Linked DNA regions of Mus musculus: regions 1, 2 and 3 are each linked to region 4. A link is a contact called in public ChIA-PET and promoter capture Hi-C data. All regions are on one chromosome and are shown on one strand. Each heading gives the region's core, a stretch centred on a gene start, on an enhancer-like site or on the middle of the called end of the contact. The rest is flanking DNA. Distances are from core to core; before and after follow the strand shown. Region 1 has its middle 21 kb from the start of Gm38730. Region 2 holds the start of Card11 (caspase recruitment domain family, member 11). Region 3 has its middle 9.8 kb from the start of Lfng. Region 4 holds the start of Gna12 (guanine nucleotide binding protein, alpha 12).

Region 1 (2,700 bases), core at 46-2,545, 210 kb after region 4:
TTCAATCATTTCTCTCCTCCGGACTGGATGGGATGTTCCTAGCTGCTTTACATCCATGCATTGTCTTCCTGCTGTGATGAACAGTACCCTGGAGTTGTGAGCTGCCTCCCTTAAGTGCACAAGTCAAGGGTCATCAAAGATTGTTGTCAAGTGACAGAGATGGGAAGACATACCTCTTGCTTTCCAGTCCTCCGTAGGAACCAAGCTGAGACCCCTTGACCTTGGACTTCAGACCCCACCCCACCCCCAACCCCCCAACAGCATGACATGTTACTACTGAGCTGCCTGGCTGGTGGTACTGTCTCATAGCAGGCCTGGCTAACGCAGGATTCAGCAGAGGGGTCATGCGATCTTTCCTCCACATATGCATGTGCTGATGTGTGTGCAAGTGTGCATGCATGTATGTGCACATGTGTGGAGGTTGATGGTTAAGTGTCTTCCTGCATTGGTTGTGCTTCACCTTAGTTCTTAAGGCAGGATCTTTCACTGAGCCGAGAGCTGGCTGGCCAGTGAGCCTCAGGAGTCCACTTGCCTCTGTATCCCTCTGTGCTGCAGTTAAAGAGGAATGCTTGACACCTGGCTTTAAGTATATCTAATATTACTTATTCTCTGGGAGTTGCATGCACGTCTACAAGACATTTTGATCCTATCCACCCTCTAATTCCCTTTTCCAAGACCCCCTATTATGTCCCCCTCCCAACTTTATGTGTTCTTATTTTGTTACAACAGGCTGAATCCAGTTATGGCAGCTCCTACCCATGTGTGTAAGGCAGAAGCGTTTGCTGTCTTTGACTATAACTGACTCCCTCCCCTTGCAGCAATCAGCTGCCAATCATGGATGAGGGTGGAGCCTGTGAGCTCCTCCCCAATCCATGCTGGAATGATGTCGGGCTTGTCTGTGCGCAGGTAACCACAGCAGCTGTGGGTTCACGGGTACCATGGTCATGTCCAGAAGCCAGTGTTTCACAACTCTCTTCTTCATCTTCTGCCTGGCTTCCATGATGTTCCCTGAATCATGTAGGAGGGTTGGATATAGATGCCCCATTTAGGGCCGAGCACGCAGCAGATTTTTTTTTTTTTCTGAGCACTTTGAGGTGCACCGTGGGAGCTGAGGATCCAAACGCAGGTCCTTGCGCTTACACAGGAACTAAGCCATCTCTTCAGTCCTTAAAAGGACGAAGAAAAAGAATCTGTTGCTGGGAAAGGAAGAGCCGTGAGGTTTGCCCACTGCCAGCCCACAGACTTGATGCAGCTTCGTGCTCTACTTCCTGTGCTGAGGGGTGGAGTGTGCAGCTTCTGCGAACAAAGCTAGGGTGTCGGATGGAGCCCATAGCTGAGCAGTTGGGAGAGCAGACGGGCAGCGTGCAGGATGTAACTCTGCCTGCACTAGCCTGCTGGGCACGCTGGTCTCTCATGCTTGCTGAAGACCCTTATCCCAGGAGGCAACGGTCCTGCCGTGAGACAGAGGTTCAGGAGGGCGTGGGTGCCGAGTGGATGCGTCTCCCATTTCAATTATGTTTAATGTGTGCAAAAGAGGGACACTTCTAGAAAGAATCATAAAAACCTGAAACCTTTTGGAACCAGGTGTCTAAGAAGACTTCAGTTTCAGGGGCAGATGCCTATGTGAACGTGTGTCACCATTATTAAAGTCACAATGGCTCTCTCTCTTGGAAGAATTTGGAATGTCACTAGAACTTTCTAAAGACAAAAGCCAACAAAAGAAAAAGCCAGGCACTACAGCATGTGCCTGTAATCTCCACACACTGGAGGCCAAAGCGAAAAGATTGAGAATTTGAGGCTAGCCTGGGCTATGTAGGAAGACTGTCTCAAAAAGAAAAGGAAACAAAACAAAGCAAAAAGCGCAGCCAGCTGTTATCTTTGGCCCTGAATAAGGCTTAAAAATGATGATTAACATAATCACAAAAGTATGATTTAATCCGTGCAAGGTTATAAATATTAATTGGGAAAAGACGTTATATTGGGAGCATTATTATACACTATGATGTTAATTTTATGAAAATCAGTCCACGCAGCACGCACACTTTTCTTTACTTTTCTCCTCAGCTTTTGCTGGCGGTCTCGGTCTTACTGTGTGGATAAACACTTCCTGTTTCAGCAGCTACCTCTGCCTGGGGTCGGGGGTGGGATCCTGATACCACAGGACCTTGTGATTTCCCACAGATAAGAATCGGAGGCTGCAGAAGCAGGATAAGGGGTTGAGCCTGTAAGCTAGGTGCTTTCAGTGATAATTGTGATTATGTGTGGATGAGTGTGTGTGTGTGTGTGTGTGTGTGTGTGTGTGTGTGTGCATGAATGTCCGTATGTGCTCAAGTGCATGTGTGCTTGTGCATGTGCGTGTGTGTGCGAGAGTGTGTGTGTGTGGAGGGCAGAGGGCAACCTTAGGTGGCAGTCCTTAGTGCCTGGCCACCTTAACTATTAGGACAAATTCTCTCACTCCTTAGAACTGCCTGTGTAGGCTAGGCCAACCACCAGCAAGCCCAGGTATCCATCCACCAAGCATCTCCATCCACCCCAGCACTGAGCTACATGCAAGTGACACTAGGCCCGGACTTTTCTACATGGGCATTGAGTGTCTGAGCTCAGGTACTAATGTAATGTGTTGGCCTATGCTGGCTAATTTGGGGCCCCCAAGACTGAAACACCAGAGATGAGAGAGTCTGAAAGAGTTCACAAGTAAGA
Region 2 (2,853 bases), core at 14-2,513, 170 kb after region 4:
CAACCATGTGAGTTTTACCTGCAGATTTGCTGTAGTGGTTTTTTTCATCTTAGTTGCAGGTAGGATACTTTGTGTGCAGTCTCTGAGGCTGGGTGTGGGTGTGGGTATAGGGGTGACATCTCCCTGTGTGACATCATCAGCCTGCTTTGCTGATACTCTGCTAATAGAATCTGCATAGGTGTAGACCACTTCCCTGTGATGCCGCACAGCTGAAGTTCCCTGGTTTTATGCTCGAAGCACCCATCACAGGCCTGGAGGGATCTATTTTCTCTTTACAGACGTCTCGAGGAAGGAGATAAGTGGGGTTCAGGGAAGGCATGAGGGTGAAGAACTGCAGTCAAATTCCTGTCCATACACTAATTCACATCCACTGATTTCCAGGACATATTATGCATACACAGGTACTAAATAAATGTTAAGTGAGGGACCCCTCCCCCTGCTTCCTAGTAGGTCAGACCTTCCAGAAAAGTCATAAATGTCACAAGAAAAAAAAAACCAACTTTTTTTCAAACTACAAATCAAACTGGCTGTACAGAAGTCAAGGCTGAGCTGCTGGCCTCTGGCTAAGACAGTGAGAGGAAGTCCAGGCTTAGGCCATGGTCCTGAGCCATCTGCTCCCCACAGCGTAATAGCTGATACATCACTCTATCCTGTATTCAGTACCCCTAAGGGACAGAAGAGCTCTTTAACCTTCTCATCAGGTTTGGGGAAGAGGCTCTACGCAGCAGGCCATTGGTACCCCAATAGACATGTCTCCCATGACACGGTACCTCTCTTTGGAGAGCAAGGAAGGCCACCTACTCAAGACCCTCTGAGTTAGGCTGGGCTGTGACCTGCAAACTTCCCTTCCTCTCTGGTGATATCTAGGGGAGGAGCAGTTTAGCGACCCAAGAGTTACAAAGTGAAGTCCAAAACCTTTAGCGAGGGCTAGGGGAGAGGGGCAGGGCAGGGTGCAGAGCGGACTCCTTACCACTCCTCCATGCTACCTTCCCTAAGGCCTCCAGCTTGCCCCTGCTGTCCCTACAGCACAGCCTCTTCACATCCTTCTCTCTTCCCCAGCCCGGCCGCACCTACCTGGGGTGCTCATGCTCCACAGGCTCGGCGAGGCGCTTCCTCCACGCTGCTCTCCAACTTCCTCCAGCACTGGGCTCTGGGCTCCAGCATGCACCTGCCTGAGGCTGCCACCCTCCCTGGGCCTTGGTGACCCGTAGGGATGCGAGGCGCCAGGAGTCCAGAGATCAGAAAACTCAAGGGGAGGAGAGAGAAGTGGGAGAGAGAGAGAAGAGAGAAGAGAGAGAGAGAAAGTGTGTCATAGGCTGGTAGGGGCGGGGGAGAAAAATGCAAAACCAGACAGGAAATGAGATTTGAAAAAAATTGCAAAAGGTTAGAAAAAGAGATAAGGAGGGGGAGGGGTTGAGCTTGAGCCTAAGGCTTTGGGGGCCTGGCTGTAATGAGGGAAGGGGTGTGCCAGGGTCAGGGGCCTGGGTGCTGAGTCCAAGGTGGCCAGGCCACCTGCTTTAAGTGTGGTGAAGCTGGTTCAGCCTGGGCTGTCAATTAACGAGGTCCCAGTGTAGACTTAGGAGGGGTAACTACATTTTTAGTTATTTGTAGGGTAATTTGGAGTTTCTTCATTGGGAGGGGTGATGTGGAAGAGGGCAGCTACTCCTACCATGAGAGAGTCAAGTTTGCTCAGAAATGGAACCAGGAACCTGAAAGAATATGTCCCTAAAATAAATAGACAGCACATGGTCCCCAACACTAGGCTCAGAGAAATAAGCTCCCCTTAGAAGAAAACTCTTTGAAAAATTAATTAAGATTACTTTTTAAAGTGTGTGTGGGGGGGGGCATATGTGCACTGGTTTCTGAAAGATGCTGTCTGTGCCTGGCTTTACAGATTGCTCTCTGCCTTCTGCCCTTGAGTGTCCTGCTGGACCTGGAGCTAGGCTGGGGGACAGTAAGCTCAGTGACCCCCCTCTTGCCACCCCCACAGCCTTGGGGTTGCAGACCTGGCCACACTCCGCTTTGTGTGGGAGCACTTGGGATTTGAACTTGGGTCCTCCTGCTTGCACACCAAGAACGCTTATAAATGTTTCAGTCTGTAAAGGAGAGCACTCCCCACCACTCCATGCAAGCTAAGAAAGGAATCCACAGGCTTTAACACAACTCAAGCACATGAAGATACACAAGGGTATATGCACCAGGCTGACAGCTTCTCACCAACTGAATAAAAACGTGTAGTTCACACCTACACCATGATCCATCCAAACACGAGACTTCTATGTCTGCCTCTTCCAGTCATGGTCCCACCTAGCAGGAGCACACTCAGTCCCAGCTGAGACTGGCTTTGCCCATTCAGGAGCATTGTTAGTTTTTGGTTTTGCATTATGGAGGTTGAATCCAGGGTCTTCTACATAGTAAGCAGGCATTCTACTGTTAAGATGTACCTCTAGCCCCCCTCACTGAGGGATCCTAGGCAGGGCCTCTACCACTGAGCCACACCCCCAGCCCCTCACTGGGGGATTCTAGGCAGGGGCTTTACCACTGAGCCATGCCCCCAACCCCTCACTGGGGAATTCTAGGCAGGTGCTCTACCACTGAGCCATGCCCCCAACCCCTCACTGGGGGACTAGGCAGGGGCTCTACCACTGAGGCACGCCCCCAGCCCCTCACTGGGGGATTCTAGGCAGGGGCTTTACCACTGAGCCACGCCCCTAACCCCTCACTGGGGGATTCTAGTCAGGGGCTCTACCACTGAGGCATGCCCCCAGCCCCTCACTGGGGGACTAGGCAGGGGCTCTACCACTGAGCCACACCCTCAGCCCCTCACTGGGGGATTTTAGGCAGGTGCTCTAC
Region 3 (2,931 bases), core at 30-2,529, 210 kb before region 4:
TCAGCAAGTTAGCCGGGCATGGTGGCGCACGCCTTTAATCCCAGCACTCGGGAGGCAGAGGCAGGGGGATTTCTGAGTTCGAGGCCAGCCTGGTCTACAGAGTGAGTTCCAGGACAGCCAGGACTATATAGAGAAACCCTGTCTCGAAAAACCAAAAAAAAAAAAAAAAAAAAAAAAAAAAAAAAAAAAAAAAAAAAAAAGAAGAAGAATTCAACAAGTTTACGACTTGGGAGGGAAACTAGTGTTAAAATAGATGAAGTATGGCCAGCTTGGTGTAGATGTGCCTCTGATGGGTTGATACCATGTTGGGAGGTGGGAATTGGACAGGGCTGATGGCGGTAGCTGCTTGATCAGGTCATGCCCTGTGTCAACCTCACTGTGTCCAGACCTTTCTGGAGGAGGTGCAGTGGCTAGTGGGGGCTGGCCAGAGACCCATTTTCCAGACAGGAAAACTGAGGCTCAAAGCAGGCTAAATGAGGATGACCAAAGTCAGGCAGCCAGGCTGCTGAGGTGGATGACCCCCACCCCCCCTAGATCTTCGTTCCCTGTCAACTCTGCTGACACTGCCTGGCCTCTCATCTGTCATGAGATACACCTGTCATGTATCCTCTGAGGATGGGCAGTACCCAGGCTGCTCACTCGTGGGTAGAGCTGGCGAGGACTCGGATCTTTCTGAGGCTCTTCAGGGACCTTCCTCAAATCCAGCCACAGAGGCTGGCTGATCGGGGGATCCTCACCACACTCCTTCCCTGTGGTCTCCTTGTTTCCGCTCCTTTACAGAGAAGCAGGCTAGTGCTGCCCACCTGCTGCCCTTCTGTAGGTGGCTGCCTGCTCTGACCTGACCCCGGACTCACGGGGCTAGGTCCTCATTACCTGCCACCCCTGTGTCCTTTGCCTTCTTCCCCACACCATTTGATTAGAGATCTGTCCTGCACTCCACCAGACATTGCTCACAGCTGTGGGTTCAGCACCCCCAAGTGGGCTGGGCATGGCCCTTGCTGGTAACTGCTCTTGCCTTGTGGGGTGACTGGCCAGAGCCTGACCCCACCTTGGCTTTGTAGTTTGGCTTTTTAAGGCCTGAGGCAGCTGCCTGGGATTTTCAGAGTAGGGGATCCCCAGTGGTGGCCGTGGTCCTTGGCATACAGGGCCTGGTGGCGGTGGCTTGGGGCCCTACTTCTAGATGAGGAAGCTGACATTTGTAAGGGTGGAAAGGTCACGGTGGAGCAGTCTGCACACGGGCCATGAGCCTCCTTCCTGCCTGGATGAGTCAGAGGCCTGCTACCCTCTGCTCTGGTCGTCAAAAGCCCCTTGCAGCTGGCACAGAGCTGGCAGCCACAGAGGTGTGGTACAGCGGCACCAACCTCGCCGCCGGCATGGAGCTGGGGGCCCCAGCCAGGGTGAGCTTCCCATTCTGATTGGAGCCAGAGGGTGGTCCTGAGCCTGGAGGGCAGAACCTCAGCACGGAGCAGGAGGGGAACCCAGTGAGGTGGCATAGGTCTCTAACCTAGTATTATTCATGAGGCTGTTGAGGTAGGAGGATTGTGAGGGTCGTGAGATCAGAGCCAGCATGGGTTACCAAGTGAGGTCAAAAAAATCATCTAAGAAACAGAAGCCAAGTAGGGAGGGCCCAGGAAGGGTCTAGCCAGTGGCTTCAACAACTCCCAGGTAGAGCAGGCGGAAGAGTTTCTCCTGAGGAGGGAAGCAAGCTGACTGACTGACTGACTGACTGACTGACTGACTGACTGATTGATTAATTGATTTTTTTTCAAGACAGAATTTCTCTGTGTAGGCCTGCCTGGCTGTCCTGGTTGATCTGGAACTCAGATTCACCTGCCTCTGCCTCCCAAGTGCCGGGATTAAAGGCGTGCGCCACCAATGACTGGCTGCCTGGCCGCCTCAGTGAGGGTCTTAGCGAGGAGCCCTCCTCTCTGGTCAGTTACTCAGTCAGGTATCCTGTCCTGGGGCTTCCAAAAGTTTATAAAACGCCAGGTACACTGATGCCTCGTGCCTGTAAATCTCAGGGATGGGGAGGCAGAGGCAGGAGGATCGCCAAGAGTTCAAGGCCAGCCTAGGCTACCTACTGAATGATGCTCCTCCCCTCCCAGCTCTCAATAAAAGTAACACTGCACACCACGCAAGCTCTAGGGTGTCAGGGAGGGTGCAGAAGCAGGAAGGCACCCAGCTTCCTCTCTCGAGATGAGCTGGGTCTGGGAGAGGGTGGCAGGGTAGGGTTGAAGCTTTCAACTTCCCTCTCTGAACTTCCCTCCCCTCTGGGGTCAGCAGGGCTGACTTCCTGGAAGAGGTGCCTCACTGCTGGAGCCGGAAGGCCAAAACCACAGCGTGTGAGCAGAAGTCAGCATGTGTTTGTGGGTGTTCAAGCTTGGCACAGCCCAGACAAATGCACCCCAGGGTGGGGTTTGGAGGGACCTGGTGAGGAGAAGGCTGGGAAGGGCAGTGAGCAAAGCCATTTCGTCTCTCCCTGAGGCTGGACCTCTGATGGTAGAAGTCAGAGCCCGCTGGGTGGCTTCAGCCTCTGTTCTGGGCCTCATGAGGTCTCAAGAGGAAGCAGAAGGCCCTGGGCAGACAGCAATTTGTCAGACCCATTGGCCTAGCCTGTGGCACATTCTCCTAGGGCCACCTGACCCCAGCCTTGACCTCTCCCCCACCAAAACAACAAAAAAAATTTATCTTTTCCTATTCATGCTCGGCATTTAATGTTTTTAAATTTTTTTTTTTAAGTTGGGGCTGGAGAGATGGTTCCATGATTGTTGCTCTTGCACAGCAAGGACCCAGGTTCGATTCCCAGCACCCACAGGGCTGCCCATAACTGTCTCCAATCCTAGGGGATGTAACACCATCCTCTGGCCTCTACAGACACCAAGCGTGAATGGTGTACATACAGACAAACGCCTATGCATGTAACTTATAAAA
Region 4 (2,776 bases), core at 107-2,606:
GGGGTCGGGGTGAGGCCGGGGGTACAGGTAGGGAGGTGGTTAGGGACGAACACGATTGGCACAGAACTGACCCTTGTTTCAATGCTGGGTAGTGGGTGTCTCGAAGCTCCTTCTAACATCTCACCTAACTTGGTGTGTATGTTAAATCACCATACTAAAAGGTTTAAAGAACAAAGTATGGGTGGCACATGCCTGTAATCCTACCACTGGGGAGACGGGTCAGAAGGATAAGGAGTTTAAGGTCAGCCTTGTCTACATGGCAAGGCCAGCCTGGGCTTCATGACTCCCTATCTCAAAAATACAAACACTGGCAACTTAGTCTAGTTAGTAATGTCCTCCCTAGCACGCATGAAGTTCTGGATTCAATCCCAGCACTACACGAACAAAGTATGGTGACACAGCGCCCTCCTCCTCTGTAATTCCAGGATTTGAGAAGTTGAGGAGAGAAAGGATCAGGAGTTCAAGGTCATTCTTAGCTACAGAGTGAGTTCAAGGCCAGTCTGGGGTATATGATATAATGTGTGTGTGTGTGTGTGGTGGGGGGAATAAAATGGTCAATTCTCATTTACAAATAAAAAACGAAGGCTGATGTCCTCCAACCTACACTATAAACTTTGCATGCTGGAGGGACAGGGAGAGTTGGCGACCCTCAATCCACGTGTCCAGCCCTAACACCCTATTTGTAACCCAAGTCCCTGAGAGTGGTCCAGCTTGCATTCCCACGGTCCCCAAGCGTCCAGGGCTCTGCAAATCTATCGCGCCCCTGGGAGGTCACGGGAGTAACCCCAACTGCATTGCTTGAGGTCCCTATTGGAAGGGAGGGGCGCCGGGTGGCAGGGTCGCGGGTCCGTGGAGAACAAAGGGGGCGGGGCCCGCGCGCCACCTGGACCAGGTGTGTGTGGGCGGGGCCGCGCGTCACCTTAAGGATGTTGTCGAAGATGGTGTCGCGGAACTCCAGCAGCGCCTTCTGGTCGAACTCCCGGCCGTGGATGATGCGCATCTGCTTGAGGAAGGTGGACTTGCCGCTCTCGCCGGCGCCCAGCAGCAGGATCTTGACCAGCCGCCGCACCGCGCGCCGCTCGCGGGCCAGCAGCGCGTCGATGTCGCGGCTGCGCCGTCGGGCCTCGCGCTCCGCGTCGCGCGCCGCGCCCGCCCTGCGCTCGCGGGCTCCGGCCTCGGCCGGCAGCAAGCAGCGGCTAAGGGTCCGCACCACCCCGGACATGGCCGCCCTCAGGCCGCGGCCGCGCCCCGCTGGGGCCCGCGCGCCATGGACGCCCCTCAGCCGGCGCGGCCCTGCCGGGCCAGGCGCCGCCCCGCCCGCCGCTCCCTCAGGCTGCGTCCGCCGCCGCCGCCCCGAGGCCCTCACTCGCCGGGCCGGCTGAGGGGCGGAGGGGAAGGCGCGGAGGGCGGGGCGGCGCCGCGCAGAAACTCTTTTATTGGTTGGGAAGTCTTCTATCTTGGGCAGCGCGCTTTTTTACTGGACAAGCGTGCCTTGGAGGAGGCGGGCACTCCTGTGGTCCTTGGGGCGGAGCCGGTGCCGAAAAAGGCGGGATCTTTTCGATGAGGGAGCTTCTTATTGGACTGCTGAGCAAACTTCTTTCTTTCAGAATGAAAGGGAGGTGGGGCCATTGAGGAGGAGGAGCTGAAGCCCTTCGCAACCAATTAGAAGTGCTCTGATCGTTTGTCAGTCACAATAACTACGCTTGGGATTGGAAGTTGTGGGAAATGGGGCGAGGCCAAAAGTGCCAGGTGTACAGAGTGACTCTCTGCCTTGATTCCCAGGTTGGTCCGGCTGTGAGCCCAAGATGTGGCTGCAAAGTTGGGAAATAGCGATGAGGTCCTCCTGCTCTTAAGTTTAGGGAGAAAGCTCAGTCGTTTTCCTTCCAAAAACATTGAAGCAGGGTGGGTCATCATTTTCAAACAAAAGCTGCTTTGAGTGTTACATGGGCCCCAAATAAGGAGAAAACAAACAAACAAAATTATTGTATGGGTCTCCCTAGGCACTTTCTTAAAATATGATTAAGGGGAGATGGTTCAGTGGGAAAGAACTGTGAAAGTGTGAGGACATGAGTTCAAATTTCCAGTTGTGCCTGTAACCCCACCTCTCAAAACCCAAGATAAGACCAATTCCAGTAACTTGCTGTGCAGCTATCCTAGCCCCAATGATAAGCTTAAGGTTCAGTGAGAGAAGCTGTTTGAAACGTTACAGAGGGGAGGCAGTTGAGCGACTTCTTGGCCTTTGTATGTATGTGCACTGGCGCGCGCACACACACACACACACACACACACACTTGCACACACATGCACGAGCGCGCACACACACATCTGTGTTTGTCATAATCACTCAGGCAGTTTGATGTGGAATAGTGGTCTGAAGTGTGGTGTCTGAAGGGTGTTGGTGCTGCATGGAGAATCATTACAGAAGCAAGAGAATTGAGATGAGTTTGAAGCCAGCCAGGGCTACATAGTAACTCTCTCACCATCTTGGCTAGAGATGATGTTGCAAGAGGAGGTCAAGCTTGTGTGATATAATCCCAGTATTGAGAGAGCCCGAGACAGGAAAATATGGAATTTGAGGCCAGCCTGGACTAAAGCTTGACTCTGTCTCAAAATGTTTTTTTTCAATATGTGTACCTGTTCCATATCCCACTTTCTATTACAAACAGAAGACAACCTTTGGTGTTGGCCCTTGCCTTCCACCTTGTGTGAGGCAGGGTTTCTTATTGTTTGCCATTGCATATGCTGGGGTAGCTGGCTCAGAAACTGAAGATAGCCC

The links. ChIA-PET counts read pairs in DNA pulled down with a chosen protein or histone mark. Capture Hi-C pulls out chosen DNA fragments and counts their contacts.
Region 1: an RNA polymerase II ChIA-PET map of memory CD8 T cells shows a contact between it and region 4, with 17 read pairs. The contact joins the enhancer-like site here to the promoter of Gna12 in region 4. A contact is called at or near these places in 1 of 39 promoter capture datasets (the C10 cell line) and 3 of 115 datasets of contacts at active chromatin or transcription factors (effector CD8 T cells, memory CD8 T cells and microglia).
Region 2: a promoter capture Hi-C map of adipose tissue shows a contact between it and region 4. The contact joins the promoter of Card11 here to the promoter of Gna12 in region 4. A contact is called at or near these places in 2 of 39 promoter capture datasets (the C10 cell line and embryonic stem cells), 1 of 484 Hi-C or Micro-C datasets (B cells), 4 of 115 datasets of contacts at active chromatin or transcription factors (bone marrow-derived macrophages, effector CD8 T cells, memory CD8 T cells and 1 more) and 2 of 9 other capture datasets (adipose tissue and liver).
Region 3: an RNA polymerase II ChIA-PET map of memory CD8 T cells shows a contact between it and region 4, with 92 read pairs. The contact joins the enhancer-like site here to the promoter of Gna12 in region 4. A contact is called at or near these places in 2 of 484 Hi-C or Micro-C datasets (the N1E-115 cell line and cerebellum), 2 of 115 datasets of contacts at active chromatin or transcription factors (memory CD8 T cells and microglia) and 2 of 9 other capture datasets (liver and pancreatic islet).

Annotation. Positions count from the first base shown.
Region 1 is chr5:141,042,981-141,045,680 of GRCm38.p6, forward strand. No RefSeq gene overlaps it. Among named protein-coding and RNA genes, the nearest start is that of Gm38730, 21 kb to the right of the region's middle. Within about 2 kb of position 1,296, at least 96 of the 459 cell types and tissues checked have an H3K27ac peak or open chromatin away from gene starts, as enhancers often do. A contact at or near this core is called in effector CD8 T cells, memory CD8 T cells and microglia, where this site is marked.
Region 2 is chr5:140,999,333-141,002,185 of GRCm38.p6, forward strand. Card11 (caspase recruitment domain family, member 11) reads right to left here and starts at 1,264. Exons shown (of 25, transcript NM_175362.2): 1 at 1,075-1,264.
Region 3 is chr5:140,615,677-140,618,607 of GRCm38.p6, forward strand. No RefSeq gene overlaps it. Among named protein-coding and RNA genes, the nearest start is that of Lfng, 9.8 kb to the left of the region's middle. Within about 2 kb of position 1,280, at least 166 of the 459 cell types and tissues checked have an H3K27ac peak or open chromatin away from gene starts, as enhancers often do. A contact at or near this core is called in the N1E-115 cell line, liver, memory CD8 T cells and 1 more, where this site is marked.
Region 4 is chr5:140,829,075-140,831,850 of GRCm38.p6, forward strand. It overlaps Gna12 (guanine nucleotide binding protein, alpha 12), which reads right to left and starts at 1,357. Exons shown (of 4, transcript NM_010302.2): 1 at 920-1,357. The coding sequence starts at 1,222.